Linked DNA regions of Mus musculus: all the other regions are linked to region 1. Evidence: chromatin contacts called from public promoter capture Hi-C data. All regions are on one chromosome and are shown on one strand. Each heading gives the region's core, a stretch centred on a gene start, on an enhancer-like site or on the middle of the called end of the contact. The rest is flanking DNA. Distances are from core to core; before and after follow the strand shown.

Evidence for each region. Promoter capture Hi-C pulls out the DNA fragments that hold promoters and counts their contacts. Capture Hi-C pulls out chosen DNA fragments and counts their contacts.
Region 2: a promoter capture Hi-C map of adipose tissue shows a contact between it and region 1, with 2.2 times the contacts expected there. The contact joins the promoter of Rsrc2 here to the promoter of Naa25 in region 1. A contact is called at or near these places in 3 of 39 promoter capture datasets (the C10 cell line, cranial neural crest and pre-B cells), 1 of 115 datasets of contacts at active chromatin or transcription factors (astrocytes) and 1 of 9 other capture datasets (adipose tissue).
Region 3: a contact with region 1 is called in a promoter capture Hi-C map of pre-B cells, with 5 times the contacts expected there. The contact joins the promoter of Zcchc8 here to the promoter of Naa25 in region 1. A contact is called at or near these places in 2 of 39 promoter capture datasets (liver and pre-B cells) and 1 of 115 datasets of contacts at active chromatin or transcription factors (astrocytes).
Region 4: a contact with region 1 is called in a promoter capture Hi-C map of liver, with 2.1 times the contacts expected there. The contact joins the promoter of Clip1 here to the promoter of Naa25 in region 1. A contact is called at or near these places in 2 of 39 promoter capture datasets (liver and pre-B cells) and 1 of 115 datasets of contacts at active chromatin or transcription factors (embryonic forebrain).
Region 5: a contact with region 1 is called in a promoter capture Hi-C map of pre-B cells, with 2.8 times the contacts expected there. The contact joins the promoter of Vps33a here to the promoter of Naa25 in region 1. A contact is called at or near these places in 2 of 39 promoter capture datasets (liver and pre-B cells) and 1 of 9 other capture datasets (liver).
Region 6: a contact with region 1 is called in a promoter capture Hi-C map of neutrophils, with 5 times the contacts expected there. The contact joins the promoter of Diablo here to the promoter of Naa25 in region 1. A contact is called at or near these places in 2 of 39 promoter capture datasets (liver and neutrophils) and 1 of 9 other capture datasets (liver).

The regions. Positions count from the first base shown.
Region 1 is chr5:121,395,202-121,400,351 of GRCm38.p6, reverse strand. Naa25 (N(alpha)-acetyltransferase 25, NatB auxiliary subunit) reads right to left here and starts at 2,357. Exons shown (of 24, transcript NM_172722.4): 1 at 2,290-2,357. The coding sequence starts at 2,347.
Region 2 is chr5:123,747,479-123,752,628 of GRCm38.p6, reverse strand. It overlaps Rsrc2 (arginine/serine-rich coiled-coil 2), which reads left to right and starts at 3,215. Exons shown (of 10, transcript NM_001005525.2): 1 at 3,215-3,340. The coding sequence starts at 3,335. It overlaps Kntc1 (kinetochore associated 1), which reads right to left and starts at 2,903. Exons shown (of 64, transcript NM_001042421.1): 1 at 2,805-2,903.
Region 3 is chr5:123,718,560-123,723,709 of GRCm38.p6, reverse strand. Zcchc8 (zinc finger, CCHC domain containing 8) reads left to right here and starts at 2,666. Exons shown (of 14, transcript NM_027494.3): 1 at 2,666-2,987; 2 at 4,176-4,218. The coding sequence starts at 2,780.
Region 4 is chr5:123,681,207-123,686,356 of GRCm38.p6, reverse strand. Clip1 (CAP-GLY domain containing linker protein 1) reads left to right here and starts at 1,996. Exons shown (of 24, transcript NM_019765.5): 1 at 1,996-2,105.
Region 5 is chr5:123,570,789-123,575,938 of GRCm38.p6, reverse strand. It overlaps Vps33a (VPS33A CORVET/HOPS core subunit), which reads left to right and starts at 2,924. Exons shown (of 13, transcript NM_029929.3): 1 at 2,924-3,059; 2 at 4,397-4,462; 3 at 4,957-5,084. The coding sequence starts at 2,958.
Region 6 is chr5:123,521,504-123,526,653 of GRCm38.p6, reverse strand. Diablo (diablo, IAP-binding mitochondrial protein) reads left to right here and starts at 2,490. Exons shown (of 6, transcript NM_023232.3): 1 at 2,490-2,583; 2 at 3,273-3,399. The coding sequence starts at 2,534. It overlaps Mir7647 (microRNA 7647), which reads left to right and starts at 3,959; the gene lies at 3,959-4,017.

The DNA of each region.
Region 1 (5,150 bases), core at 1,108-3,607:
CTGGTCCACACGGGGACTGCAAAGGCAGGATGTGCAGCCATGGGGAAATCTGAGTCCTCTTCCCGATAGGCCCCACCCCTGCAATCTTAGAAGAATCAACATGACGCAACTTCTAACACAGTGGTTAAGACACCGAGCCTGGAGTTCAAATCCCAAGTCCAGGATGTATCTGAGCTAGATAAATCACATAAGAGCAATAGGATTCCTGCTCCAGCTGTCTACGGGGAGTGTGTGTGTGTGTGTGTGTGTGTGTGTGTGTTGAAAGCTCAAGGGCACAGACTGGATTAAGTTTTCTAAACTCATTATGATTACCCACAGGGCCATTACTGCTAGAAACAAGTGATGGGAAGGTAAGCCATCACACAACAGAGCACCAAGGGCTGTAGAGATGGCTCATCAGGTGAGGGTACTTACCACCATTCCTGATAACGTTTACGATAGCCCAGGACCTTTATGATAGGGAAGAACCAACTCCCTCTAGCATGGTGTCCTCTGAACTCCACAGGCTCACAGTGTCATTCATGTGACCACACTCCACCACACACACACGCCCAAAAAACATTTCTTCATCAAATGGAATAAAAAAAGAATTTCATCACACACATATATGAAAGTATGATTGCTGGGCATAGGGCCACGTGACTGTAATCCCAACAGTTGGGAGCCACAGGCAGGGGAGCTGAAAGCTTGAGTCCAGCTGGTCCACCTAAGGAGTTCAAGACCTGTTACTTAAAAAAAGAAAAGAGTACTGGGCAGTGGTAGTGCCTGCCTTTAATCCCAGCACTTGGGAAGCAGAGGCGGGCAGATGTCTGAGTTCGAGGCCAGCGAGGCCAGCCTGGTCTACAAGGTGAGTTCCAGGACAGCCAGGGCTACACAGAGAAACCCTGTCTCAAAAAAAAGGAAGGAATGAGCAGCTGGGTTTGGTGGCACCTTTAATCCCAGCACTCGGAAGGCAGAAAGCTGGTGATTTCTATGAGTTCCACGCAGTCGAGGGCTACATAGAGAGGTCTTGTTCCAGACCCAGCACCTACACCCTGGCTTACAACAGTCTGTAACTACAGATCCAGGACATCCTGATGCCCCTCTTCAAGCACCAGGAATGCACGTGGTGCACAGACATCAAACTGGCAAGCAAGAACCCACATATGTACCAATTTGCTAGAGACACAAGCACCCATTCTGCCAAGGGGAGAGGAAAACCCCTAAAAACGAAAGAGCCCAAAACCCATAGCCACACTGAAAACGTGAGGTCTGCTGTAGCCAAAAAAAAAAAAAAAAAAAAAGCACTGACCTTGATAAAGCTTCCTTCCTCATCATTACCTGAGACAAGACCATACAACCATCAACGAGGCGAGCGAGACATGGCAAAATTAAATAAAATAAATAAATAAATAAATAAGGCACCGCTTCCAATAACAGAACATCTCAGTCACTGCAAAGTGTTTTCTCTCTGACTCAGTTTGGTGATTCTTTTTATTCTATTACGGTGGGAAGATGACGATAAAGACACATCTTGAAAGCCTGCGGGGTTTGGGATGCGCGCCGTGAGGAGGGTTCAACGCAAGCAAAAGCACGAGGAAGTCAAGAGGCAGAGAATAAACCTCAGACACGGTGCTGAAAGGTTAAAAAAAACAAAAAACCTTCCATTCCAGCAGCCTGGCCGGCCGCTCCGGCAACACCAGCTCCTGCCATCTCTTGCCCGCTATTCGGGGCCCGCGACCCCCTCCCCCCCGCCTCCCACGTGTGCCCAGAACAGCTGTTCCTGCATCAGGATGGGACTCGGGTCTCAGTGACCTTGCATCAGCCCCTTCCCTTCTCCGGGTCTCAGTTTCCCCACGTGCACTTAGACTACATTCTGTAAGACAGCCCTCCCCGGATCCTCATCCTGGTACCCAGAGCAATCATCACTGGGGTATCTCCCTTCCGGAGGCGAGCGCTCCCACCGTCGCGCCTGAGCCGCTTGTCACCTGCAAGAAAAGACCGCGCGGGGGTTCCTCGGGAGCGGCTGGAATAAAACAACCTGCCGGGAGCGCTGGTCTCCAAGCGGCGGCGCGATCCGCACAGAGTTGACAGCGGCGCGCACCCACCGTTGTCTTGTCGCCTCCGGGTCCAGCGACGCCGGGGTCCGCGCCTAAGCGAGGGCGAGGCTGCGGCCTAGCGCCCCGCGCGGTCCGCCCCCTCGCCGCCCCACCCCGCGCGCGACCCCAGCGACCCTCCCTGGCCTTCGCCCGAACCGGGGCACGCTTTGTCTCGCCGCGGTGGCTAACAGACCGACTCCGGGGTACTCACCGTAAATGGGCCGGAGGCGCCGGTCGTTAGGGTCCTGCACATGGCCCCGCGTCGCCATGATGACAAGCGCAGAACCTCAGTGCGCAAGCGCTGAGCAGGCCCCCGGGAAGGGGCCGTTAAAGGGCCAGCGTCGAGCTCGCCGACCTATCGCGATAGTGGAGGGGAGGTACGGCGGAGTGCGCCTGCGTAGAAAGGGTGGCTCGCCTCTCCTTTAATTGGCGCTGTGGTTTGATTTTTTTTTTTTTTTTTTTTTTTTTTGCCTGCGGAGTCATCGGGACCCCAGGGGCGGTTGTTGTGGTTGAAGGCGTGGAGAGAGAGTGCGGTTTAATCTCACTGACTGTAACAGCTAGAAGAACCAGTTGGTTTTGGCCCTTGATGGTGAAGCAACCTGGAACTTGTTGAGTGGGAGCCCTGGGAGCGTGCTTGCCCAACAGTGAAACTGTAGAAAAAGCCTGCGAGCCCTCCTCCACCCGTTCCCTGAACTCAGTGCTGTGCGTGGCTAGACACTAGTGCAAGCTCTTTAAGTAGGTTGCTTTTAACATTCCCACGGCACTAGACGGTATAATGAGCTTTCTTTGTACAGATTTACAATTCGCACGGCCCAGAGTTATGAGTGCTATTTGGGCGGCGATAATGACAAGGAGCTAAAGGTATCCCCAGCACTCGGGAGGCAGAGGCAGGCGGATCTCCTTGAGTTCGAGGTTAGCCTGGTCTACATAATGAGTTCCAGGACAGCCAAGGCTATGTAGAGACCCTGTCCCTATAAAGAAATGGATAGAAATAAAAATAAAAAGGTTCTCCCACCAAGTGGTTGCTTGCCCTATTTGGCTGGCATTCCTCCTTGCCCCAACAATTTTTCCCTCAGTTCATGGCTCCTCTTCTCCAGCTGCATGTAACTGGATTTGGCGTTTGTAACACTTTCACAGACCAGTGAATCTTGTAGCTTTAGCGGTATGTAAGGTGTATATCCGTAACTACCGCACTGAAGGGGCTAAGACAAGAGGCTAGTAAGGGCCAGACTGGGCTAGCTACATAGGAAGACCCTGTCTCAAAAGAGAGGGAGAAGAAATGGTACATGTTTGAGCTGATTTAGCTTAGGGATTTAAACATTACACAATGTATACAAGTATGGGGCAATACATAGTACCCTGTACAGATGTATAACTGTTTGAATGTGTCCCTTACAAGTTTTAAAAGCTTACCATTGGTTATTTCATGTGTGTTTCTGTATATATGTGTGTGGGCACTCCAATACCCAAAGTGTGGAGGGTCTCTCTGTCTACCACAGTGGTTCTCAACCTGTGGTTCGTGACCCTCATTCATTCTATTTCAGATGTTTACAATTGGTAACATGAGCAAAGTTACAGTTATGAAGTAGCAATGAAATAATTTCATGGTTGGGGGTAGGGGTCACCACAACATGAGGCCCTGTGTTAAAAGGTTGCAGCTTCAGAAAGGTTGTAATCCACTGTAAAAATGTGAAAGCTGCCAGGGCATGGTGGCGCACGCCTTTAGTCCAAGCACTTGGGAGGCAGAGGCAGGTGGATTTCTGAGTTTGAGGCCAGCCTGGTCTACAGAGTGAGTTCCAGGACAGCCAGGGCTACACAGAGAAACCCTGTCTTGAAAAAGAGGAGGAAGAGGAAGGAAGGAAAAATGGAAGGAAAACAAACCAAGGTTCAGTTCCCAGCACCACAACTGTCGGTAACTTTAGTTGCAGGGAATCTGAGGCCCTCTTCTGGCCTCTGGGCACTGGATACAGGTGCTGCACAGTTAGTTGTACATGCAGACAAAATGCTTATACACATGTTTTAAATTAAAGTTTACATTCAAAATGACACACATACACACATACACACGCCTGAATCAGCACACACCCAGAGGACTTGCCTAGGCTCAGAATTTTTAACTACATAGACCCAGGCAGTACACAGAATGTTTTCAGTATTTTTGTATGTATGCATACATGTGTGGGGGTAATGAGTACCTGAAGAGGCGAGAGAAGGTGGCTGTTTGTCCTTCTCTGTCAGTCCTCATCCCATTCACCTGAGAGAGGGTCTCTCAACTGAACGTGGAGCTGGCTATTTTTTCAGCTGAGCTGGCAGCCAGCAAGTTTCTGCCGTCCTCCATTTGAAGCTACAGTAAGGCAAGCCCAGCCTTTCCCATGTGTGCTCAGGATCAGAAGCCAAGACATCATGCTTGCTTATCCAAAGCTCACACCCCTGGAGCCCGCTCCTGCCCTATTCTTTTTATGTGTACAGGCACTCCCTTACATGGACGCCTGTGCACCACATATGTGCCTGCAGCTATCAGAGGCTACAAGAGTGTGTCAGATCCCTGGACTTGAGTCACAGCACATTTCAAACCACAGCGTGAGCACTGGGGACCAAACTCTGGTCCTATGGCAGAGCAAACAGCTCATAACTGCTGAGCTATCTCTGCAGCCTCTTTTTTTTTTTTTAAGATTCATTTATTATATTATAAGTACACTGTAGCTGTCTTCAGACACTCCAGAAGAGGACATCAGATCCCATTACGGATGGTTGTGAGCCACCATGTGGTTGCTGAGATTTGAACTCAGGACCTTCAGAAGAGCAGTCGGTGCTCTTAACCACTGAGCCATCTTGCCAGCCCTTCTCCAGCCTCTTGTGTTGGATTTGGAGACATAGCCTCAGCTGGCCTCAAAGTCCTGATCCCCCTGCCTTAAATTCCTCAATTCAAGGAGCATAGTTGTATCCACCACACTAGCTTGGTGGGGGGGTTATTGTTGGTTTGTTTTGGGTGATCAGGATATTGGGCCTAGGTCCTCATGCATACTTGGAGAACATTCTACCACTGAATGGCATCCCTAACACTCTTTTTAC
Region 2 (5,150 bases), core at 1,966-4,465, 2.4 Mb before region 1:
CCTGAAACACAGAAGAGATTTTTTTTTAAACACTCTCATTAGCAAATATAACTCATATCATCTGTGAAGAGAGTCAGACTAAAATACGAAGGTGACTCTGGATAACTTTAACATCTGAGGAAAAGGGAGGAGACACAGATGGCTCAGTGGTTAAAAGTGCTTGCTGCTCTACGATAGGACCGAACTTCAGTTCCCAGCACCCAAGTACCCGTAACTCCAATTCCAGGGGACCTGAAATTGTCCTTCTGACTCCATAGGTACAGGCACCTAAATACACACAGACACAAATAAAAGTAAAATCTTCCTTTGAAAACCAGCCTGTGAGAGGAGCTGAGGATGCAGCTCAGTGGAAGTATGACCTCCCCACACTAGACATCATTTGAGTTTTACCAACAAAAAAAAGGTGGAGGCAGGATGATCAGAAGGTTAAAGGCTGGCCTTACAACACAATGAGTTCTAAACCAGCCTGCGATAGAAGAGAACCTTTTTAAAAGGAGATGCTGCACGTGGAGGTGCTGGTCTTTAATCCCAGCGAGTGGGGCAGGGACGCAGGTGGGTCTCGGTGAGTTTAAGGCCAAGCTGCTGTATATGGTGTAGGCTAGCCAAAGCTGCATAGTGGAGAAATTCTGTCTCAAAACACAGCAAACAAAGTGAAGAGGAATGTACTTGTCTAGCACACATGTTCATCTCTAAGACATTATAAACACTGCACAGTATCGCAAGCCTGTGATTCCAACACGCAGGAGACAGAGACAGGAGGCCTACAAGTTCAAGAACACTACAGTGTACGAAAGAACAGTTTTTGGCTTTTGGCTCTTTAAACATTGAGCCTTGATCAGAGAACTTGGTCTTGGCTAATTTATTTCTCTCACAACCTTCCCATCCGTCCCGAGCTTTCCTTTCAGGAACCCAGTAACCCAGGCTGCTGGTGGCTACAATTTTCTAATTTTTTTTTAATGTGCATTGATGTTTTGCCTGCATGCATGTCTGTGTGAGGGCATCAGATACCCTGGAACTAGAGTCACAGACAGTTGTGAGCCACCCCATGGGCACTGGGAATTGAACCCTCGTCCGCTGGAAGAGCAGACAGTGCTCTTAACCGCTGAGCTATCTCTCCAGCCCCAATTTTAATCTTTAAAATAGTAATATAGGGCTGGCAAGATGGTTGTTATAAGGGTGAAGTTTGATGCCAAACCTGACTGGCAATATGAATTCCATTAAGAATCCACATGGTTGGCGGGTGTGGTGGTGCACACCTTTAAATCCCAGCACTCAGTAGGCAGAGGCTGACAAATCTCTGTGAGTTTGAAGCCAGCCTGGTCTACAAAGCTAAGGCTATATAAAGAAACTCAAGACACAAAATTTAAAAATTAAAAAAAGAAGCAACAAAGTTGAAGAACGAACTGCATGAATGTTATCCTCTGACCTATGAATGTACACACACAATAAATGTAAAGAAAATATACGTATACATGTAGGAGCATAATGTAGACAGGCATCGTGGCAAACACCCATAATCTCAGCATGCCAAAGGCGAAGACAGAAGAATAATTTCAAATTTGGGGAACCTTGGTCTGGTCCAAGCTTGTATTGCAAGATCCTGTCCACACACACAGAGTGGGAGGGGAATGTTGGAGTTAGCTAAAACTAAGGCTGTTTTGAAGGAGTTTTGTGTGTGTGTGTGTAGCCTAGAACTCACTGTATGGACCAGGCTGACCACAAACTCAGATATCCTTTTGCCTCTGCCACCTGAGTGCTGGGATTAAAGGTATGCGACATCTCTGCCTGGCTTGAAGGGTTGTTTGTTTGTTTGTTTTGTTTTGAATAACTTTTTCTTTTGAGTCAGCCTCTCACTGTGTAACTAAAGGTCTTGATCCTAACTTGAACTCAGGATCGTCCTACCTCAGCTCTAGACTCCTGGGATTTCAGTCAAGAGCTATCACGTCCTGCTTGTTCTGGGTTTTGATGGTTCCTGGGACTCTATTTGAATTGTCTGATAATATGCTATCTGGAAGCAGATAACATTTGGGCTAGGAATGTAATGAATAAAGGAAAAGAGCTCCTGCTAAGAACATAACACGACTTTAAATCCCAGCACTCAGGAGGCAGAGGCAGGTGGATCTCTGAGTTCTGAGCCAGACTGGCCTTTAACCTAGTACTTGGGAGGCAAAGACAGGACAAAGCTCTGTGAGTCTGGACTCAGACCACAGGCTAGACCAGTTATTCAGCACTCTACCAACTGACTTAACATTCCCAACCCTGAGGTTTATAGTCTTGAGGGAACAACAACGACAAAATGGTTGAACACTGTGTCAAGTATTTGGGTTTTTTTGGTTTTGGTTTTTTTTTTTTTTTTTTTTTTTTCCTTCGAGACAGGGTTTCTCTATGTAGCCCTGGCTGTCCTGGAACTCACTCTGTAGACCAGGCTGGCCTCGAACTCAGAAATCCGCCTGCCTCTGCCTCCGGAATGCTGGGCTGGGATTAAAGGCGTGCGCCACCACTGCCCCGTTTAAGACTACACTTTCTTCTGGTGAAAGAGAGCAAACAGGTGATAAACAGATTTTGACATCACCGAGTGCGGAAAAAAAACAGACGAGCCAATACAAGGTCATGAATCAGATGAAACACTATCGATGAAGCTATATCCACGAAAACTCAGACGGCCTGCCATCTAGAATCCTCTCTAATTTTTTTCTCCCGCCATCATCTAGAGATCGATAAAACCCAGAGACGGACTGAAGCCCCCTGCTGGTTCCACCTAACACTCCTCCCGCTCCCATCGAGCCGCAAGGCTGACGTCTCACCTGCAGCAGCTGACGAAATTAAAAAGAGAATTCTCAAGTGTCTCACACTTCTTCCCGACGGACACAACCGCCCCTACTCATTTTACCTTCCCTGCCACTGATTTGAATTGGCGGGAGAATACCGTGCTCAACCCCTTTTACGGAGGCCGGAGCAGGCCAAACTTGGCTCAAAATTGAGCGCGGAAACCGCCCCGCCCTAAACTAAATTGAATTCCCGATACCGAGCATCCATTCTGGGAGGTATCCTTGGCCCCACCCACTTCGTAGGCTTCACGCCACGCCCTTCGAGAGACTAACCAATCACCGCCTCGAACCGCGTTGTTATAGAAACTCTTATCGCCACCCACTTTTTCTCCCAGCAAGCTGCGCGCCTGGCCCGGCCTCATCCCCTTTTTTTTTTTTTTTTTTTCTTGTGCCATCCGGGTCTCTCGCGCAAGAGATTCAGTCTGTGGCGAAGCTTCGAGGCGGCCAGTACTGTTGAGTGCGGGCAAGCAGAGGCGCCGCCTTAGCGGCCGGGACTCAAAAAAATAATGGCGGTAGGTACTAAGTGGAGCTCGAAGGCCAGGCTGGGTTTTTTGTTTGTTTGTTTCTTTAACACAGAGTGGGCGACCAGCTCATCAGGGCTGTTGTCCGTGCCTGTGTGTGGACAAGATGGCGCCGCGGCCGCTCGCTGCGCTCGCCATCATGGCTTCCTGCTGCAGGGAGGGGGAGGTAAGGCCGTCTGGCTGGGGGTGGGGAGCCGCAGGGAATGGCTTGGTTTTTTCTTTCCCTCTCCAGAACTTTCCTCATCATTTTCCCTGACCCAGTATTTCTCCAGAAGCCCACCGAACTGTGGGGTTTAGCTCTTTGACCCAGACTGGTGTTAGGCTTTGCGTTTCCTAAGGCTTCTGCGTTCATGCTTGGCGCTTTATCGCATTTGACCGGAAAGGAAAAAAAGACCAGAAGTATCCTCTGGGACGCATCGGGTCAAAAGGCAGGCTCCTTAAGGCGCAGTGTAGGAGGACACAGTCTTTTTATTTGTTTGTTTATTTATCTTTGAGCGATCCCTCAGTGATAGGGCTACTTCTAGTTTTGCGAACCTTATTGGTTGAAACTGGGATTCACTTAAAGAGGGGAAAAAAAAGTCTATCTAGTTCCAGTCCCTTATGTTTTAAAGCGATTTATGAGGTTTTTTTTTGGGGGGGGTTGGTTTTTTTTTGTTTTTTGGGGTTTTTATTTTTGAGGCATGGTTTCTCTGTAGCCCTGGCTGTCCTGAAACTCGCTCTGTAGGCCATGCTGCCCCCGAACTCCGAAACCTTTGAGAACCGCAGCATTGTTTAAGACCCCCTTCCTGAACCAAATGGAAGCCGTATCTAAGAGACCTGAACAGGAAGCCTGCCCTGGATATATACTATGCTCATTGCTAATGAATCATATTAGCCTGTGATAATTTGTTTCTGGTTTTCGAAAGAAAATATTCTTGTAAGCATTCTGTATTTCCTTTTACTGACAGGTTTTAACTTCATATTGCAAATAAGGCTTACTTTTCCTGATAGTTGGAGTATTTGAAATTAGAATGGTACAGGTAGTTTTTCTGCATCTCACTACCCTCTTTCTAGATGAATTTAGAATGATTTTTTTTTTTTTGACTTTTCAAAGAGTAGGCAAGCTTTTTTAAATTGTGGGATTAGTGTCTTGGGCCTCTTAGTATACTTCAAGAATGGTATTATTTGCCGGGTGTGGTGGCGTACGCCTTTAATCCCAGCACTTGGGAGGCAGAGACAGGTGAATTTCTGAGTTCGAGGCCAGCCTGGTCTACAGAGTGAGTTCCAGGACAGCCAGGGCTACACAGAGAAACCCTGTCTCGAAAAACCAAAAAAAAAAAAGAAAAAAAAAGAATGGTATTATTTTCCTTGTGTTCCATTATTTTAAGTGAGATAAATTCAGTTATTGGCTTTCTGCAGTGTCGTCCACTGTAAACGTAATCCTCCAGAGAGCTGGCCTAGTATCAAATCCTCTGCTAAAGGGATTTGTATGCTGTGCTTCAGCTGTTGTCTAGGGTTTTCACGATTTAAATGTGGAAAACGGGTGGCTTATAGACCCAGTGACTGAACATTGCAGTTTGCAGGCAGTGTTTCTATGGATTTCTACTAAACTGAAGTAAAACTGACTAATTGATATTTTGGCTCTCAGTCTCCGGGGGATGGGGAGGACGCCTATTATTTCATGGGTTTAATGATGAAGTGGGTTTTATTCTGTAGTGTGTTTTGTATGTGAAATGACTGCTCATAACCTGTGTCACACAGTGGTTCCTCTTGTTACCAGGCTTCTGAGCATGCTACAGAATAAGCGTTATTGGACTAAACC
Region 3 (5,150 bases), core at 1,417-3,916, 2.3 Mb before region 1:
TGCTGGGAATTGAACTCAGGATCTCTACGAATAGCAGTAGGTGCTCTTGACCACTGAGCCATCTCTCCAGGCCCCCAGATCTTCATTTTCTTCTCTACACTTGGCATGCATTCGCTCATTTAATCTTTCATATTTCAGTTCTTCACTAACACTAACAGTATTTTTTTTCTTTTTTACTTTTTACCCCCCCCTTTTTTTTTTCATTTTCATTTTTCATTTTCATTTTTTTCCTTCTATCTCTTAAAGGGAAAAGTCAGGATGTTTGCTGTAGCTCAGGCACATCTCAAACACTGTCTCTGAAGATGGCCTTGAATTCCTGTTTCTAAATATGCCACCTGATCTCAGCCACAGGAGGAAAAGCAGAACAGCATTAGAACCAACCCATGCGGGGCTGGAGGGATGGCTCAGCGGTTAAGCACACTGACTGTTCTTCCAAAGGTCCTGAGCTCAAATCCCAGCAACCACATGGTGGCTCACAACCATCCATAATGGGATCTGACGCCCTCTTCTGGTGTGTCTGAAGACAGCTACAGTGCGCTTACATATAATAATAAATCTTAAAAAAAAAAAAAAGAAAGAAAGAAAAAAGAGCTAACCCATGGAACTTGGCCCACCGGTTAGCACACCACGATAGGTGTGCTGAGAACTACATGTTTTGAGGACTCCGTGGTGGTGTGGAGGTTTCACTCTGCTTGTTCCCCTCACAGTCATCTCATCCCTCATAATCTAAGAACTGTAGGAAAACTCTGAGGGGCTTCCAACCACTCATTGGGCAGTGTCATTGGCACTGTTGATGAGTGATGTTTTTCAAGCAATGCTGCTGAAACAGGTTCATGATTCAACCCCCACCCTCAGAAAGAACTCGGAGATGTAAATTGTTAGTATAAGTTAGGTTAAGATGTTTTTGCTAGGGACTGGAGAGATGACTCAGAAGTTAAGAGCACTGGCTGCTCTTCCAGTAGACCTGAGTTCAATTCATGCCACCCACATGGCAGCTCACAACTATCTGTAACTCCAGTTCTATGGGACCTGACACCCTCATCCAGCCATACATGAAGTGAAACACCAATGCGTATAAAATAAAAATAAAATACTAAAAAAAAAAAAAAAGTTTTTGCTTTGATATATAGGACTTTGGGGAACAATTTAATATCCAGACTGGTATACTTTTGAAAGTTGAACCAGGAATTTTTTTGAGGTCAGGGAACAAGAACAATGGTAGCTGAGCTAGTTCTTAGCTTATGTGGCTTTCTTGCTAAGGCTGGATGGGTCATCAAGTGATAATTACTTGTATCTATTTTTACCTTTATCTTCCTGATATAATTTGATAAAAAAAAATCAGTGAGTGGGTGTACAACTGAGGATTTAAAGTAGGAAGGTGGTGGTAGCTTAAGTCTTTAAACCCAGGACCTGGGAGGCAGAGGCTGGTGAGTTTGAGGACAGCCTGGTCTACAGAGCTAGTTCCAGGACAACCATGGGTACACAGAAGTTCCAGGTCAACCACGGGTACACAGAAAAACCTTGCCTCTGTGTGCATGCGTGCACACACACACAGACACCATACACACACACAAGCTTAGATTTCTGATTCTAAATACTCTTTTATAAGATTATTTTAAAAGATAAATAATTGATCTTTTCATTATAACTGCAAATTGTAGCCTGGTAGTACAAGAACTGGCTGAGAAAAAGTAGCTTGCTTGCTTACACTTAATCTATTATAATTTATTTAATTTTTTTTTTCACTTATAATACCTAAGACTTTCAATCTTGTAAAAGGTATGGTGTAACATGCTGGGTTTGGGGGGGGGGGTTGTTTGTTTTGTTTTTGGGGTTTTTTTTTTGCTTGTGTATTTATTATAATCATTCACTTACAAAATGTAGCCACATTGTAATCTTTGTACTACTTGGGAGATTTTGCTGGAAGATATAAGTTATGGGAGAAGTAATAAAGTTGTTGACGCTTGTTGAAGCCTTGCTTCACCGTGTGTGTGTGTGTGTGTGTGTGTGTGTGTGTGTGTGTGTGTGTGTGTTTGTGTCTGTCTGTCTGATTTACATTAATATCATCAACCCCTCCTTGGATCACTAAACGCGCTACAGGAGCTGGCCTCCAACAGAGACCATAACTAACCTGACATTATTTGTTACAGGTTATAATTTCCGGTGATTTTAACATGTGATGACGAAAATATCCATTCAAATCCAGCGGCATATGAAAGTAGAAACATAATAAAGGGTTTTCTGGTTTTTCTGTTTGTTTCGTCCCTGATAGGAGTTCATGAGAGTAGGCAGTGGAATAACTTCATTTTTCATTCATTTACAAATGAAACAAGCAAAATAAAGTGGCTTGTGTCTGAGAGCACATTTATCTACGGCAAAGGTAGAGTTCCTGTCTTCTCTTTTCGACGCTGGGGAACCGCACCACATTTTGTCAAAGCCATGTATCCGGCTTTGATTCCTTCAGCTTTAAACGCCTAACGGGGACAATCCATATTGTTTTAACTCATTCAGAACCGTTTTTTTAAAAAGAGCAATCCCAGTGTGCAACGCAAACAATGAGTCCCGTCGCTTAGAAACTACATATCCCAGAATGCCACGCTCTGTGGCCCATTCGGAAAGAGGCATGAGGGCGGCCTTGGCATTCTGGGAGTTGTAGTCTCCGTCCAGGACCCGCCCCTAGACGGCTTTGGAGGCCTGTGTGTGGAGAAAAGCCTCCAGGGAGAGCGGCTCTGGCCTCCAACCTTCGCCCCCTGCCCTCCAAGCTTTCCCACAGCCCAAGATGGCGGCCGGTGTGGATTTTGGCGACCTAGAGCTCTTCGAGGCGTTTGACCCACCAGAGGAGTCGACGCCGAAGCCCGTTCACACCCGGTTCAAGGACGACGAGGAGGAAGAGGACGACGACGACGACGAGAACGGGGTGGGCGATGCGGAGCTGCAGGAGCAGCTCCGGCGCTGCGAGGCCACCATCGAGCAGCTCCGCGCCGAGAATATCCTTCCGGCGCGATGGGCCGGGTGTCACTTGGCACTCGGGGTCTGGGTGGCGGCGGGCGGGGGACACGGCGGAATTTCCAAGAAGATTAGCATTCGAAGTCCTTCCTCCCGCGACCTGGCGGGCGGGCGGGAGTCTCGGTCCGGTTGCAGAAGCTGCATCCGCGGCCCGCGCGCGATCCCTTCCCCGCGAGCGTCCTCCAGTGCACACCACCCTGGCCCCCCAACTCAAAGCTGCTCTCAACTGTTGTGACACTGGAGACACTTCTCTCCCGGTCTTGGAGGTCACCGTGTTTTCTAACTTTGCGTGCCAAGCTCGAGAAGAGACGAGTCGTAGTGTAGTTGTGCGTTTGAAGGTGCGGGGCGTCGCAGCCGGGGAGTGGGATGATTTGTGGAGGGACGAAAGCTACGAGTGCCCACTGTGATGGAGAATCGGGGCGCGGGGGGGACGACCTTAAAGATTTAGCATGCGAAGAGACTTGCTAAATTGTCCAGATCGTTTTGATTTCTTGAGCTAACTTGCCTCCCGGTGCTCCGGGAAAAACGCGCCAAAATTCCCTTTGACTTTATTAACGTGATTATAACGTTTGTGGGTTTGCTAGTATGTTAATTTCCCGTTCTTAGGTAGTTTTGGTTCAGGTAACTTTCCTTTTGGAACTTAGCCTGAACCCTGAGCATGGTTGTTATGTCAACTTTTGAAGTTCAAGTCTGATTTTTTTTTCATGAAACCATTTTCCGTGACACACTTTATTATGAAAATTTATAAAATACTAGAGAGTTGAAAGGATTGTGTATTTCATATCCGTAGGGGTTCTCTCACATTCTTGCAAACATTTTGCTATATTAACTTTATCATTTATCTTTATGCTTTGACGTGGAAATTTTTCTTAATTGCTTCAACTTGTTCCGGGAACACCGCGGTCTAACTGAAATTTTTGGTTCATCTCTTAGACTGTTTCTGAACTCCAGGACCATGTCTTAGAATATATGTTCAAAGAGATGAAGACCTTATTTAATGTTCAGGTCCAGTTGTCCTGCCCTCGGCAAAACATGTACCCAGTGTTTTTCCTTCAAAGTACTGATTACGGGGCCTTCCTTTACATTTATGTCATTTGGATAACAAAAGTGAAAGTTTTAGTGGTTGGTTGTTATGTCCTGAGGACTGATATTCCTTAACCAGTAATAACATCAAGAACTTAAAAGAAAGTTGAACATTCTGACAAGACCCAGGTATGACATCTTGAAATTACACACGAGCTGCCTCTTGGCTCTCCTTCTCTAGTCACAGCATCCTTGTAGAAAAAGGAATTTTTGTATCATCCACAACTCAGAATCCAATGAAGAATTCAGTAACGGTTCTTTATTGTTGACTTAGGGGTATAAAGGAATTCTGGTAAGTGGGTTAAATGTCTAAACAGACTTAGTGGGTCTTTTTCCTCAATCCAGAAATTTTTGCTTGACAATTCAGAGAAGCAAGTTAGACCCAGCTGTTCATATTTAACACATTTCTGGTAAGATAAAATAAGTTTACAGTTATGTTAGCCGATGATTTCTTTACAGCTGTTATTATTACTGTTGTTATTATTGGTGGTGGTTGGTTGGTGGGATTTTGTTTTGGACAGGCAAGGGTGGGTTTACTGAGACAGTGTTTCTCATCTTGTAACCCAAACTAGCCTGGAATCCACTGTATGTTTACACTGGCCTTAACCTTATTGGTTTTTGTTTGTCTACCTTGAAAGTGCTGGGATAACAGGAGCAACCACACTAGCATTAAATATTTTTATTAATATTTGTAAAGTACGTATTAAATATTTTACAGTTACAGACAGTGCAGGTAGAGCATTTTTTGTTTTGTTGATACAGTCTTCTTGTAGCCTAAGCTGGTCTCTGGTTACAGTGTGGCTCAGGGTGACTTTGAACTCTTGGTCCTCCCGCCTCCCCTTCCCTAGTACTGGGATTACACCTAGGGCCAAGTCTGGCAAGGCACAGCACTTTAGAAGAAAAGGAAATATGCTTTTGAGAAAGTATCGAATGCAGGAGGCATGTATTCAGACATCTGCTTATAACAGTTACACTAATGCTGGCATCTCCATATGATAGGAATTTAACAAGTTACTAGATTAATTTTTTATTTATTTTGTTTTTTGAGTCAGGATTTTACT
Region 4 (5,150 bases), core at 747-3,246, 2.3 Mb before region 1:
GGATGTTGTGGAAGGAGGTCTCAACTTTTTGTGTGTGTGCACTCAAAAAGATATTCATTGATCAGAACTACTGCATCAAGCACCAATTTCACAGATATCCTGCCTTACTGGATTTTTAAAAAGGCACAGGATCTTAGATATGTGATGGCAACCTTATAAGTGACTTTGGTCACCCTCCACATTGTAAAGCCGTCTGTACTCAGAGCCCTAGTCTATTGAGAAGGCCTGGAGTGTAGTTTGCAGGATGGTGCCTACTGCTGTTCTTGGTTAGCTGAATGGAGCTTTTGTGGTCATTGGCTGGTTCTCTTTGAGAGCTCATCCTGGGATTCTAAACAGCAGTTTGTCATTCTCTCATCATTTCCACTTTTTTTTTCTTGGTTTTTCAGGACAGTGTTTCTCTGTGTAGGCCTGGGTGTCCTGGAATTCGTTCTGGAGACCAGGCTGGTCTTATATTCAGAGCTCTCTCTGCTTCTGCCTCCTGAGTGCTGGGATTAAAGGCGTGTGCTGCTGCCACCCCAATACATTTTTACTCATCGCCAGGATATAGCCCTGGATGGTATGTAGAGCAGGCTAGGTTAACCTCAAGAGATTCAGCTGCCTCCCACTCCTGAAGGCTAGTATTGTCAGTGTGCACACCAATAGGCCTGGCTGCTATTATTATTATTATTATTATTATTAAATATTTTATTTATTTGTTATTATAAATTTTATGACAGGGTTCTATGTATACTCTGTGTAGCTCTGGCTGTCCTGGAACTCAGGAGGCAGAGGCAGGCAAATCTCTGTGTTTGAGGCCAGCCTGGTCTACAAAGAGAGTTCCAGGACAGCCAAGGCTATTACACACAGAAACCATCTGGAATAACCAAGAGAGGAAAAACAGAGTTGAATTGTACTCAGATCAGCGGGTAAGTATTGCTTGCCTAAGTAGGAATGAATTCTGGGTTCCCAGGGTACTCTCACCTCTTGACCTTGGAGCTCACATATCAGGCTCAGGTGGAATAATAGATTATTTTTGTGTGTGTGTGATTTAAGGCTTAAATGGACAGGAGGGTCTGCAGATGAAATTTACTTTGTGCATTTCCAGTGGAGTTCCCTTCTTGGGCTCTCTGAGGTGCCTGTTTGCCCAGACACAATGGTGTTTTAAATAAAGGTCAAGAAGGGAGGTCGCCCTTCAGAATATTTCCTCCTTGGCCCCTTCTCCATCAATACTGAGTCACTGCAGAAACCTGGGCTTCCAACAGCTGCAGATTTCTGCCGGGAGCTGCAAAACTTCTGGGGTTGCCATGGTCCATGGGAGCGAAATGCTGGCCGCCCTCTGCTAGCGCAGCCCTGAGCCGGCTGTTGCAGCGTCCTCTCCAGTCCCTTTCAAAAGCTTGACAAGGGGATCCCTGCTTGGGGAGGAGCCCGAACGGGACATTAACCTGGGCTTCTGTCCAAACGACTGGGGCGAATAAAAGACGCTTTTCTTAAACTAACTGGGCTGCAGCCCTGGGCTCATCTCAAAGGATTTTTTTTTTTTAACCCCTCAGTGATTTCCTGGAGAGCAGAGACCGTTCATCCCAAGCTGAGCTTGCCTATGGGCATCTCCCTTCCAACTTGGGGCAACGGATTTATCACCCTGCTCTAGGCGGGAAAGGGAGGTCAATGAAATCAATCAGCTCCCCCACTCTCCAACCGCACCCCATCCCATCCCCAAACGGCAGGCTGCGGTTGGTCCAGTCTACGGGTAGCCATCCGGGGTGACTTGCATATTCTGGGCACACTTGGCTAGGAAACAGGGAGAAGCCTGAAATGCCAAGGCACCCGCGTCTGCAGGCCCTTCGGTCCGTCCCCCGGCATCTTGCTCCTTATCGTGGAGGATTTAGGGGCTCGCAAGGGGAGCAGGCAGACAAAGGGGCGGCAGGGGAGCTCGCGGGCGGCAGCGGCCCGGGCACGGGGAGGGGCGGCGCGGCGTCTTCTCCCGGCCCCGCGGCGGCGGCGGCAGCGCGTCACGTTCTCTTCCCCGCCCCGAGCCGAAGAGCCGGGGAGGCGGGAGGCGGCGGCCGCGGCGGCTGCTGCTGCTGCTGCTGGGAGGCAGGTGACGGCGACCAGCGGCGTCCCAGGCGGTGAGCGAAGCGCGGGCCCCATCTCCATCTCTCCTTCCTCGCCGTCCCACCCGTTCTCCCTCCGCTCCTTCCCGCCGCCCGGGGATCCGGGAGGGAAACGCCGGGAGGGAAGGCTCGTCTCAAGCTCCCGCCACGCACCGGGACGGCGGCCGAGGAGCCGCGGACGCACCCGGGAGGGTGGCGGGCGCGGGGAGAGCGTGGCTGCGGGGAAGGCTGGCTGCGTGCGAGCCGCGCGCGTCCGGGCCCTGGCAGCCGCGGCCCGGGGCCTTGCCTGCCTTCCTCCCGCCGCCTCAAGATGGAGCGTGGACTCCTTGTCCCTGCGCCGCCTCGGGAGCCGTTCTCGGAGGAGCCCGCGTCCTCTTCCCCAGCTCTTGGAGGGGGAGGTTCCGGGGACGGCTCCGTCGCTCCCAGAGGCCGCGGGTCCGGTTCGACCTGTTGCCCTGGACGCCTCCCGCCGCTCGCCATCTGGGCGAGCTTTCCTCGGGCAGGCCCGGGACGCCGGGTGGCCGGCCGCGAGCCGGCATGGAGGGCGCCCTTGCCCCGTGGCGCTCGGGCTCAGCCCGGCCCGGCTCGGGCCCCGGTTCCCGGTCCCTGGCTGTTCGGCCCCGGGCTTTTGTTTTCCTTCAGACCCCTGGAGCGTGATTCTCTGTGAAGGTAGAAGGGCGAAACAGGGTGCCAGATCTCTGAAATCACCGCTGCCCGGTAACCCGAACCTGCCAGCGCGGTCGGGGGTTGGCGCGGAAGACAGATGACACTTGTTCGGGGTTGGGGGTGGGGATGGGGTGACTATTTTAAAAGCAGAGAGCCTTGTGGTTTGTCTCGAACCTGGAGGTGTTGCGTTATTGGGGAGAGAACAACAGAATATCGGATTAATTTATTTAATTTTTATTTATTTTTATTTTTTTCTGAGTCTGGAGTCCTGCCCTGACATCCCGTAGTCTCTCCGCTTCATGTGGCTTTTCCCATCTGGCAGAAACCGCACACCACCCCCTTCCTCCCTGCCCAGCCCCACCTCTCTGGTATGAAGAAATGACTCGTTAAGTCTGGAATCCACGTGCATACCCATTTTTTAGCAAAAACTTGCCAACTACTGTTTCTATTTATTTACTTATTTATTTATTAAGACAGTGGATATGTTTCTGTCATTTCCTTGGTTTTTTTTTTGTTTTTGTTTTTGTTTTTTTTCATTTTGGTGTGAGTCGGCAGTCTAGCCTCTTCTAGGCCCAGGACTGTGTCTGTCTGTCTGCTTGGGGCTCTGTTAGTATTTATGCGGTGGTGCTTTGGTGATTCTCATGCTAGGATTTTATGATTATTATTCCTAATTGTGGCTCCCAGTTAGGAGAGCCGCGTTTGGCTTCTAGGCGTAATGATGCTCTTTTGCAAGTATCCTCAGGACTGTTGCTCCTCAGCCTTGGGGCATTTCTTCCTCTTGAAATAATAACAATTAGGGTTTATGGAGGGCTCCTTCTGACCGTGCTCTGGGCAAGTGCAGAGTTTTGTTTTTGTTTTTATCTCATGTAATCCATCCAACCTAGGGAGGTTGCTGTCATCGTCATTTTACAGGGAGGGCACTGAAAGGTCAGAGTCACAGCCAATACGAGATGTTGTCAAGAACTGTACCTCAGTCTGCTAAGTTAGTTTGTTAGGGCAGTGAATCAATGGTAAAAGGCAAGGCTGGACGTTATGAAAGCCAAGGAAGTGGGTGATTGCTCAGCTGAGAGCCTGGGACTCTTGCTGAGGTTCAGAGGAAGTGGTTAGGCTTCCTCCTAGGCCTGGATTAGAGAGGTAAACATTGAACCTGGGTGGGAACTTTGGTAGTATCTCTGAACATGAGGATTTTGCTATTCTCAGCTCTTTCAGTCATTGCTGAGCACGAAAATAAGCCAACCTGGTTCTTGTCTTTAAGAAATTTAATACATTCTAAAAACTAGTATTTTTAATTTTTCTTTTAGTTTTGGTTTTTCAAGACTGGGTCTCTTTGTGTGGCTTTTATTGTCCTGGAATTTACTCTGTACACCAGGCTGGCCTTGAACTCACAGAAACCAGTTTGCCTCTGCCTCCTAAGTACTGGGATTGAAGACGGGTGTCATCACTGCCTGGCTTATAAAGGAAACTTTGACTTGAAAAAGAAACAAACATAAGAGTCAGTGTTATTAGTCATGGCATGCCTGTTATTTCAGTATTGGTGAAGTGTTACGGACCCTTCGATGGCTGCTTATGGAGCTGTGGTCTGTCTGTGTAATGAGCTCTATTCAGTTTGCACACCTCAGATACTCATGGAGCCATTTCCTGTGCCACCTGCCCTTCTGGATGCTGGTGCCACAACCCTGAAGAGCTTTACCAAGCTTTATCCTCTCGGTACTTCTCTTCCACTTGAAAGACAGACGATAAGCAGATTAAATATAAGTATGTTGCATGTTAGTTAGAATGTCATAGATGGTAAAGAAAAAAAAATGTACAAACCAGAGGAGAAGGAATATGAAGTCTTGTAAATAATGGTTAGAGTTGTGGGGACTTTCAGATAGGGTTTCCAGAGACCCGGCTGGGAACATGATTTGAGTAGAGATGAAAAGGAAGTTAGAGGATGTTGGTCCCTAAAGAAAACGGGGATCATATGAAGAGGAACCAGAAAAGCTCAAAGGCCTTGATATTGGGAGCTTGGAGAACAGTTTAAAGCCTTTCAGGCTGTTATTCTGAAAATATTTGTTAAGATACTGAAAGACTCAGAATAACTTAACATGTCATCCATTCATTCATCTGTCTTTCCATCCATCCTGGAGATGAAAACCCAGGCTTCTCACATACACCAGGCAGCTCTATGCACACCCCCCTCCCCCCTTTATCTGTTGTTTTGTTTTGTTTTGAGCTAGGATTTCCCTGTGCAGTAGGCTAACCTGGAACTCAGTCCTCCTGGCTTAGCCTTCTGAGTGCTGGGATTCCAGGTTGCAGCCATCGTACCTGGCTTTGGGGTGGGGGCGGGGCCTCATGTGTTGTCCTGCTCAGCTCCCCCTCAGTCTCTGCAGCAGTTTGCATTATAAACCTTGA
Region 5 (5,150 bases), core at 1,675-4,174, 2.2 Mb before region 1:
GGAGAGGGATTCAGTCCTTCTCAGCTACATAGTGAGCTCACTACCAGCATGGACTACACGAGATCCTGTTAGAAGCTGGAAGAGGAAGAGAAATAACTGCTATCTTATCTCAAAGCACTTTGTGAGCCATTCAAATGTTAAATATATTGGATTGTCCATTGCTTTATTCGTATATTTAAAAAGAAAAAAGATGTCATTGGGACGAACAGGGTTGGGGATGGGAGCAGATATTCCACACTCCATAGCATAACAAGGAATGTGCGCACACAAGTCATTGCTAGCTTAGCACACAGGCAGGTACTATCTATCCATAGCTTGTTTGTGTTAGCTTTCTAGATGGCCTTGGACAAACACTAGCAACACTGGCAGACTGGGCTCAGGCATCCAGGTGATAAGAGGTTAATGTGATTGACCTCCTAACCAGAGGGATGACACTGGACTCACAGTTGGCTGGCCCGGTGCACCCCCATTTCCCCACCCCTGTATCACCCTTTCAGGTCACTAGCTCTCTGAACACAGCACAACTTAAAGATTCCATTCTTGGTGGGGCTGAGACACACCTTGGTGGTTAAGAGCATTGCTGCTCTTCCAGAGGCCGGCTATTGGTTTTCCAGCAACCATGGCTATAAGTCCGCTTCCAGGGGATCTGACGCCTCTAGCCTCTGAGGGTGCCTGCACTCATGTGTACAAACTCACATGCAGACAAACACAGACACCTACACATAATATGTATGTGAGTATACTGTGGCTCTCTTCAGACACACCTGGTGGGCATCAGATCCCATTACAGATGGTTGTGAGCCACTATATGGTTACTGGGAATTGAACTCGGGACTTTTGGAAGAGCAGTCAGTGCTCTTAACCGCTGAGCCATCTCTCCAGCCCCTAAAAGTAAGTTTTTAATAATTAATAATAATTTAATAATGTATTCTTGTCTCTTTTTACTGACTCTTATGAGAACTGGAAACGTAAGCTTCAGTATTCTGGTTACAGCAATGTTTGATTCCATTTATTTATTTATTTACTTAGTGATTGGGGTCAAACCAAAAGCCTTTCAAGCCCTAGCAAGCACTGTACCTGTACCGTTGTGCTATATCCCCAGACCTTGCGATAAGGCCTTACTATGTAGACCACACAGGTTCACAACTTACTCTCCTCCTCTTCTGCCTCCCCAGTGGGGATTATAGGCTGTGCTACTCCATCTCTGATTAGTAATCCACAACTCTTTAGAAACTCTCAAAAGTGTTAGTGTTTGCCTTTGAATATCTACTAAATGACTGTCTCCCCACACAGATGCTTAAAAAAAAAAACATTGTAAATAATATCTTGTGGGGGCTGGAGAGATGGCTCAGTGGTTAAGAACACTGACTGCTCTTCCAGAGATCCTGAGTTCAATTCCCATCAACCACACAGTGGCTCACAACAATCCGTAATGGGATCTGATGCCCACTTCTGGTGTGTCTGAAGAGTGATAGTATATTCATTTACATAAAATATAAATAAGAATAATACCTTGCAACAGATTATTATTCTCAACTTCAGTATCATTAACTTGCCGTGAGTCCATGGAGATCAGAAGTGGGCATAGAGGATGTGGAACTGGAATGCTGGAGTTACAGGCAGTTTTGAGCTGGAACCCCAACTCTGGTTCTCTGGAAGAACAGCGTGTTCCCACTAAGCCATCTCTCTCTCTTATTTTTTAAACTGTGTTTGCCTGAAAGTATCTATCAGTGCTGTGTGCCTTGCTCTCCTAGGTGAGAAAGGGGCACTAGATCCCGTGTTAGCATTTCTTCCAGGCTCTGCTGCGCAGTTACCTGGCAACAGCCATGTGTGCCTGACTCAATATAAAAGAGGCTGCTTGCGGCCCCCCCCCCCCCACTCTCTTACCTTCTCTCTTCCCTCTCCCTTCTCTCTCCTTTCCCCTTTCCTGTCTGTCTCCACGTGTTCCTGGCCGGCCTCTACGCCTCTATTTTCTCCCTCTCCCCCTCTCTCTTTCCCTTCCCCTTTCCCTCCTCTCCCCTCCCCACCTCCTTCCTCAACTCCCCTCCCCATCTCCCCATGCCCTAAATAAACTCTATTCCATACTATATCCGTCATATGGCTGTTACCTCATGGGGAAGGGATGTCTCAGCATAAGCTCGCAGAGGCACCACCTTCCACCTCACCATACCTCACTCTATCAAGCATATCCCTGGCTTCCTTTTCTTGTTTTATAAAACACAACACCCTGGAACCGGAGTTACAGATGGTCACGAGCTATACTGTGGATCCTGGGAACCTGGTCTATGGGAGAGCAGCAGGTGCTCTTAACTGGTGAACCATCTCTCCAGTCCATTTATTGTTTGTTTATGTGGAGACAGGTCTCACTGTGTAGCCCTGGTTGTCCTGGAGCTCGCTATGTTTACCAGGCTGGCCTTGAACTTGGAGAGATAAGCTTGCTCTGCGATTGAACCACTTACTGGGTGTAGTAAGGTGCATTTTGTAGTTTGGCCTCGATCGCCATTTTACACCAGTATTCTAGCTGTGAAGACACAAGGATGGTGCTTTTAAACGCGACAAATAACATCTAAATTCCATCCTTAAGACCTGGGGATGGTGGCTCACGTCTTTAATCCCAGCACTTAGGAGGCAGAGGCAGGCGGATTTCTGAGTTCGAGGCCAGCCTGTTCTACAGAGTGAGTTCCAGGACAGCCAGGGCTACACAGAGAAACCCTGTCTCGAAAACAAACAAACAAAGTCAATTTTCACTGCTCACCATTCTTAGGCATGGTAGGGAAATACTTTAGAAAGGGGCGGGGAGGGGACTCCTCCTCGCATGCGCACTAGGACCTTGAAGGAGCATCACTGTCAGCAGGACTCCGCCTTTCGCGTTCAATGTGCCTCAGCGACTCGGATCACGTGAACGTCCCGTCACGTGACGCAGGCGGCGTCTGGGGAAATGCGGGTGCCCGGGCAAGATGGCGGCGCACCTGTCGTACGGGCGAGTGAACCTGAACGTGCTGCGCGAGGCGGTGCGTCGGGAGCTGCGCGAGTTCCTGGACAAGTGCGCTGGGAGCAAGGTGAGGGACAGGGCCCCGGCGCCACCAAGCTTGGCCGGGCGGGACTGTGCGAGGCCGTGGGGGCGATCAGGTCGCCCGCTCAGTGACAGCCCCTGGCCGGGAGCTCCCCGACCTGCGAGACAGTTGTCCTTTCCAGCCTGGAAGCACGCACGCCCACAGCCCTCGGCACACAGCTTGTGAAAGACAAGCTGTCACTTCGTAACTTCAACATGGATCGTTTTTTGTCTAGATCGGGGACTTCATAGAATTTCCTTTCTTCCTGTTTTCCTCTCAGTGTTTGAGACAGGGTAACGCTGTGTAGCCCTCGAACTCACTGAGATCCACCTGTCACTGCCTCTGAGTGCTGGGATCGGCTCTCCATTTTATTTTTGAGCCTATTCCTGGCTATATAGACTGTTCCTGCCGGCACTCCTCCTTTCTCTCGCCTCTGGCACTACAGGCATGAGCCATGCTGTGAGGTTTTCTTTTAAGCATTTTTTCCCTCTATTCTGAGATTTATTAATCATACCCCATCCCTCTACAGGGAATGGGAAGTTCTAATCTGAAGAAAAAAACAAAACAGATGCTCAAAGAATCAGTTTTGGGCCCGGCAGTGGTGGCGCACGCCTTTAGCCCCAGCACTTGGGAAGCAGAGGCAGACGGATCTCTGAGTTCGAGGCCAGCCTGGTCTACAGAGTGAGTTCCAGGACAGCCAGGGCTACACAGAGAAACCCTGTCTTGAAAAAACCAAGAACACTCCCTACCCCCACCCACCCAAAAAGAATCAGTTTTGTAAACATAGCTCCAACTAAGTCATTGAGTCAAAAAGGCAGATTATTAAATCACAGGGGGCAGTATTAAACTGAAAATGATGTCGAAATCAGATATAATAGATTGTGTGGACCAGGTTTACAAAGTGTTTCTCCTGGAGGAAGCAGGGATCTTTGATGCCAGTATCATGAAATTTCCCCCTTTGTGGAAGGTTCTTTTCGACCCTTAGGCTATAATGTGACCAGAGCCTTTAAAAATCCTAACTCTAACTTTTAGAAGAATATTCTGGAAAGGTGGCTTAGAGGTGAAGAGGGAGTGTAGCTCTTCCAGAGGAGCCCAGATCAGTTGCTGGCACCTACAGACAACCACTTGTAACCCCAGATCCTTGGAAATTTGATGGATCTGGCCTCTGAGGGGAACCGCACCCACCTGCACATACCCAGGCACAGACACATACAACTAGACATAATTAAAGTGGGGGTGGGGCAGGGAAAATATTAAACCTTATAAAATTATATTCTTACTGGTTATAACTGCCTTTTCTGTTGCTGGTGGTGGAATTTCTGAGTGCTTCTCCCCTCTTACAGGCAATAGTGTGGGATGAGTACTTAACAGGACCATTTGGACTGATCGCACAGTACTCACTACTAAAGGTAATATGCATATGCGATTTATCCAAGAATTAATAATTAATCTAGCCTAGTGCGGGTAATGGGATTCTAACATATCTTCCTGAATAATCACTTGCAAAGCTATCTGAGCTGAACAAACACTGGTATTAATACATGATTAACATTCAGCCTAGAGGGTGCCGCTCAGTGGTAGTGTGCTTGCCTGGTATGCACAACATGCCGAAATTGATGTCCAGCATCCCACGGGTGGGGGGGGACGGGGGACGGGACGGGACGGACGGACGGTACAGAAACAACCATTTTGCGCACAAGCACTGTTTTGTGTGACTGTGCCGCAGAGCCTTGGCCGGTATGCTGTGTCAGAATGGTTGGCCTGCGGATGCAGAAACAACGGCTTTATCTTTCAGCTTGGTCCTTCATGTGTTTGGTTGGTTGGGACTCTGAATTACTTACCGATCTGAGAAGGACAGAGTCCAGGGTTCTTACTGGTCTTCTGTGTGTGCTTGCTTTCCTAGGAACATGAAGTGGAAAAAATGTTCACACTTAAAGGAAGTCGTCTGCCCGCAGCTGATGTCAAGAACATCATTTTTTTGGTCAGACCCAGGCTAGAGCTGATGGACATAATTGCTGAGAATGTACTCAGGTACCTCGGAGTTTTGTGGTTTAAAAGACGTTGGGCTTTAAAAGTTTTTTGTTTGTTTGTTTTACA
Region 6 (5,150 bases), core at 1,241-3,740, 2.1 Mb before region 1:
GCTTTCAAAGAGTTGGTTCTCTCCTTCCACCATTTGAGTCCTGAGGACTGAATCCAGGTCATCAAGCTTGAAAGCAGGCTCCTTTACCTACTGAGCCACCTTGTCGGCTCCCATGTCCTGTTTCTTAGCTTCAGTTAATCTATTGCTATAAAATACCCCAGCTTGCAGGTTTGCAGATTGCTATTAAATATAAGACACAGAACTGCCTTGAGGGATCGATCCATTTGAAGTGTGAGCGAGGAGGGAAGAGAGGCCTGTTTTGAACAACTTGGCCCTTTCATCTGTCACTCTGGTTATTGGGTGGTAGTATACATCCCGGCAGGCATCCTGTCCTTCTGGTGATGAGGCAGGACATGGAGCCCTTTAGTTGCCCAGGCCTCTGGGGGAGCAATTACTACTCCCTGGCTTCTTGAGCTGTGTGTAGATGTCCTGCCCCCGTTTTTGCCCAGACTTCGCCCAGGCAATAATTTGATAATAAGAGATCCTGATTACATTAAGCAGCCATTTGCTTCTGGATGATGATGTTATAAAAGGGTTGCCATCCACACTGCCTGCTTCTCAGAGGTCAATAATAGTCTTTATAATCGAGTACAAGCAGAAGGATGCGCTGTCTATTCCTGGTCACTTTTCCTTTGTTCCATCAGAACGGGAACATGTTCTGTGCTTTCCCAGCTGGCTCCTTCTGGGCCTCACCTTTGTCGTTGAATTTAGAAGTGGCTATACTGGGAAAGTGCCTGGGCACTGAGTTTGCAAACTGCTAAACTTTGTAAATTAGGATCACGTGCTCTGGGGCTATCATCTATGGTTCTCACACACACACATATTCATGTTCACACTTGTCGTTCTTAAAACAGCAGCTTTTCCATTACTAAGATAGTCTTGGTGAATGTGTAGTGGTTCTGCCAGATCCCAGACTTAACTGGGCTGCTCTCAGTATTAGCAGTATTGGAAGTACAGCCTGTCTGTAGTATTTAGACAAGCAAGACAAGAAGGGGCTTGAAATACCCCCTAGTGTACCACTTGTTCAGCCCATTTGAGTCAGAAGTCCTGGAAACTGCTGATGCCTCATCCTGTAGGCTGTGGAGGTAATGCAGGCAGAGGGCGGGCAGGGCTGTTAATGCCCCGCCTGGTCTGGCATTGCCTGTGCGCAGCTCCCTGGGAGCTCAGAAACCACACAGAGATTGTAATTGGTCGCTAGACCACACCTAGTTGTTGAGTGCTCCAGCTGCCTGAAGACCTCTCAGCTCTGCCCAGATCTCTGGAGTGCGTACAAGTCTACTTTCACCATACCTGAGAGCGGCTGTGGAAGCTGTGGAGGTGGAAGAGTCGTGGAAACTTTGCCAAGTAAGTAAATTGGGAAGAGTGGGAAACTAGAGGCTGCCATTGATGGTAACTGCTAGGCAAGGCAGCAATGAATTTGAGCTAGCTTGTGACTCTTAGCATCTGAGGTGAAATTAGCTAAGGGCAGATGCATAAAGCATATCAAGAAAGATATGAGTGAAATCGAGTTAGTACCCATCACTTGACACCCTTCAATTTTAATCCTGACTGGCTATTAGGCAAGCATACTGGGGGCACACACAAGAAAAAATCCTTAAAATCTATCATCGACAAGGCCAGGGGAATGACGGAGGGAATGAGCAATGTCCTGCTGCTTCCCCTCCACTATGAGACAGGGCCATAGACAGGGCTGCGGCTTGAGTGAAGGGAAAATAAAACTGTCTTCCACTAGCCCATTAGCGGCACCAGCTCCATTAAAAATGCAAGAGATGGTGGGAAGAGAGGGCGGTTGGAGCCTAATACAGAGTCAGGACTGGAAAAGACCAGGCTCCTTCCCTTGTCTGAGTTCAAGTGCCAGTGAGAGTGGGGGGCAACTACTGCTTTAGACTTTCAGTGTAGGGGAGAATAGCACTTTGGGCTTCCTTGGCCTTGGAAGAGTACTGTTCATTGCGTGCAGCCTGTGCGTGCTCAGGCTCCCGGTCTCTGCAGGGCGATGCAGACCTCGTCCACCATCCACGTGCTGCAGTTGCTGCGGGAGCTGCTCGCCTTCGTGCTCCTCAGCTACACTGTGCTCATCGGGGCGCTCCTGCTGGCCGGCTGGACCACCTACTTCTTGGTGCTGAAGTGACAGCGCCCCGGCCCCGCCCTGCTCCGCCCCGCCCCACCGCGCCTCGCCGTGGCTCCGAGCTTCCCCTCCCTGGCCACACAGTCTCCCTTTCCAGGAGCGGCCCCGCCTCGCCTCGCCCCCCAGCCCGCTGCCCGCGTCACGGCGCGCGACCCGGCTTCAGCACCCGTGCACTGGAGCCTGCGGGGACCGGCGACGAAGTCGGAGCGGTTGGAAGCCAGGTGCGACCGTTAGAGCGGTTTCCTGGTGTCCCGGCCCCGCCCACTCCGTTTGTCCAATCGCAACCGCGTCCTCCTCTGGGGGCGTGACCATGAAGCTCCGGGCTCCTTGGGCCCCGCCTCGCTTGCGCTTCTGCTTGCTATGCTGCGTCACTTCCGGCGCGTGCGTCCGGCGTCGGTCCGCCGCGGGATGGCGGCTCTGAGAAGTTGGGTGACTCGGAGCGTCTGCTCTCTGTTCAGGTACGGCCGCGGTAGCAGAGGGCGGGCGGCGGCGGAGAGGAACCGGGAGCGCCGTGCCGGCCAGTGCGTCGGCCCCGGGCCGTGGTGCTGCCGCGTCCCGCCTTCTTCTGAAGTTAGAGGCGGGCCCCCGCCTTCGTCCCTCGTCCTCCATCAGGGACGGGCGCCTGAAAGTGGTTCTCCTCCCACGCATCCCGGGGGCTGGCTTTGGGGGGTCCCCAGGGACACTGAGGGACAGCCGGGCCACGGCGTTGGCTGGCAGCGCATTGTTAGAGAGAGCACGGGTCCCCGTAAACTCGGCCACCGGCGACAGCGGCTCGCTCCCGGGATTTGCTGGAGGCGACCATTGGCGACACCTGGAACCCAGGTCCCGGGGTCTAAAGCTGAATCCTGCGCACTCCGGAGAGTTTTACGTTGGCGTCAAGTTGCTAATCGGCTGCGGCGACTTTGAAACTTCTCCGCCTGGCGGGACGCTTCCACGCGCATTGACCTGTCGCTCGTGGAACTCAGATCGCATGCCCCTGACTCCCGAGTGCCGAGACTTAACTGGCCGTCCTGTGGTTTATTTTCTTAGAAGATTGCGGGCACTTCCTCATTTAGTCTCATTTACTGCTTGGTCCAAAACTCCTGCAGACCACAGAGCCTTTTACAGATTGATTTTGGGCTTTTTAAATTTTGACTTATGTTTCCAGGTACAGACAGCGTTTTCCTGTCTTGGCTAACTCTAAGAAACGCTGTTTCTCAGAATTGATAAAACCATGGCACAAAACTGTGTTGACTGGATTTGGCATGACACTGTGTGCGGTTCCTATTGCTCAGGTAAGGGACTGTCATGTGACTATTATATATAGGGTAAAGGGGCCAGGGAAAGAACGCCCGGACCCTGACTTGCCCCAGAGACTATTTCCAAGTCTTAGTGAACTCCTGAGCATTGGACAAGCTGCCACACTTTCATAGGTACCCCCTTCCATGATGCCATGTACTGTACTAAACCCGCATCTTCCGAGTGGAGCACGTTTCCCATTTTCTCATGTTATAGAAACAGTGTTCTTAACAGATTCTGCCCCCACTCCACCACCCCTGAAACTGAGCATCAGTTGAACTGGGAAGTAGACCGTTATTCTTGTACCAAAATCGAAGGGGCTAAATTTTGCACATGTGCTGCTTAACCTTTGAGGGTCCTGAGGTTAAAAATGCATTGTAAAAGAACTGAAGTGGGGAGGGTAGGCAGAAACGGGAGGAATAGCCATGTGTTTCCCAGCAGCCATCAGGCAGCTCTCACCTTGTTGTAACTCCAGTTCCAGAGAATCTGACACTCTCACACAGACACACTTGGAGGCATGCATATAAAACACCATTCATATAAATTAAAAGTATGAACTACCACCTCCTGGCCTTTTTTTTAAAAAGCACCAAAAGTCCAGGAGGTGGTAGTACACACTTTTAATTCCAGCACTTGGGAGGCAGAGGCAGACAGTTCTTTATGAGTTCAAGGCCAGCCTGGTCTACAGAGTGAGTTCTAGGACAGCCAGGGCCATTACACAGAGAAGACCTGTGTCAGAAAAGAAACAAAGTCAGCTGGTGATGTAATGTGAAGAAAAATATGGTGCAGTGGTGTGAGACAGCTTGGAGAAAGCTGACTGAGTGGCCTGGGTGAGGGAGAGGCCTTCAGCAGAAGGGGTTCCTGGCAAGCCTAGAAGGTGTATTTTGTGTGGTATGCAGCAAAGCAAAGTGGGCGGGCTGGAGTGAGGTTGGAGAGATAACCAGGGCTCAAATACTGTGACTGATCCTTGTGGCTCATTGTGGGGCTTTGGATTTTCTCTGAAGGCCTTGAAGGATTTGTTCTTGGAATATTATGATCTGGCTAATGTTCCAGTTTGATGAGGTGATAGCTGGCAGGCAGCACATGAGTGAGGGAGAGCTGTTTCCCACTTGAATTACCATTTGCTGGGACAGAGGAGTGGGTCTCCATCGGAAGAAAGTTACATTTTAGAAATGTCAGTGAGCAGCTGATAGGAAAGTGATGGGTTTTGTTTTGTTTTGTTTTGTCACTGGCTGTGTGGTTTATGGAGAAGAGCTAAATTTTGGGTTGTGGCTGAGAGCATCAGAGGGCAGCTGCAAGAAGGGTTGTCCTGCTCAGCAGCCCAAGTGTCTTCTTAACAGCTGGGTCATCTTGCCAGCCCCCAAGGTTCTTTCTGCCCCCACCTTTGAAAAACCATGGGTTTATCCTCTTCATTTTCAGCTTTTTAAGTCCTGGTTACTAGTCAGTTGTGGGCCACAGGCCTAGAGCCGCTGCAGTCACTGTCCTGTGGTGTGGACCTGCCATCAGAACTCCATGACTCTATTATGTGCTACAGAGCTGTGTCTAGTTCTGCCTGCACTGTAGTAGCCTAGCCAGTTGTGTTGCTCTCATGCCAGCCAGGCCTGCCTGCCTTCCTTCCTCCCTCCCTCCCTCCCTCCCTCCCTCCCTCCCTCCCTCCCTCTCTCCCTCCCTCTCTCCCTTCCTTCCTTCCTTCCTTCCAAGGACCTTAGCTGTTCTAGTCCTAGCTTCTTCAGTACCAAGTCACATC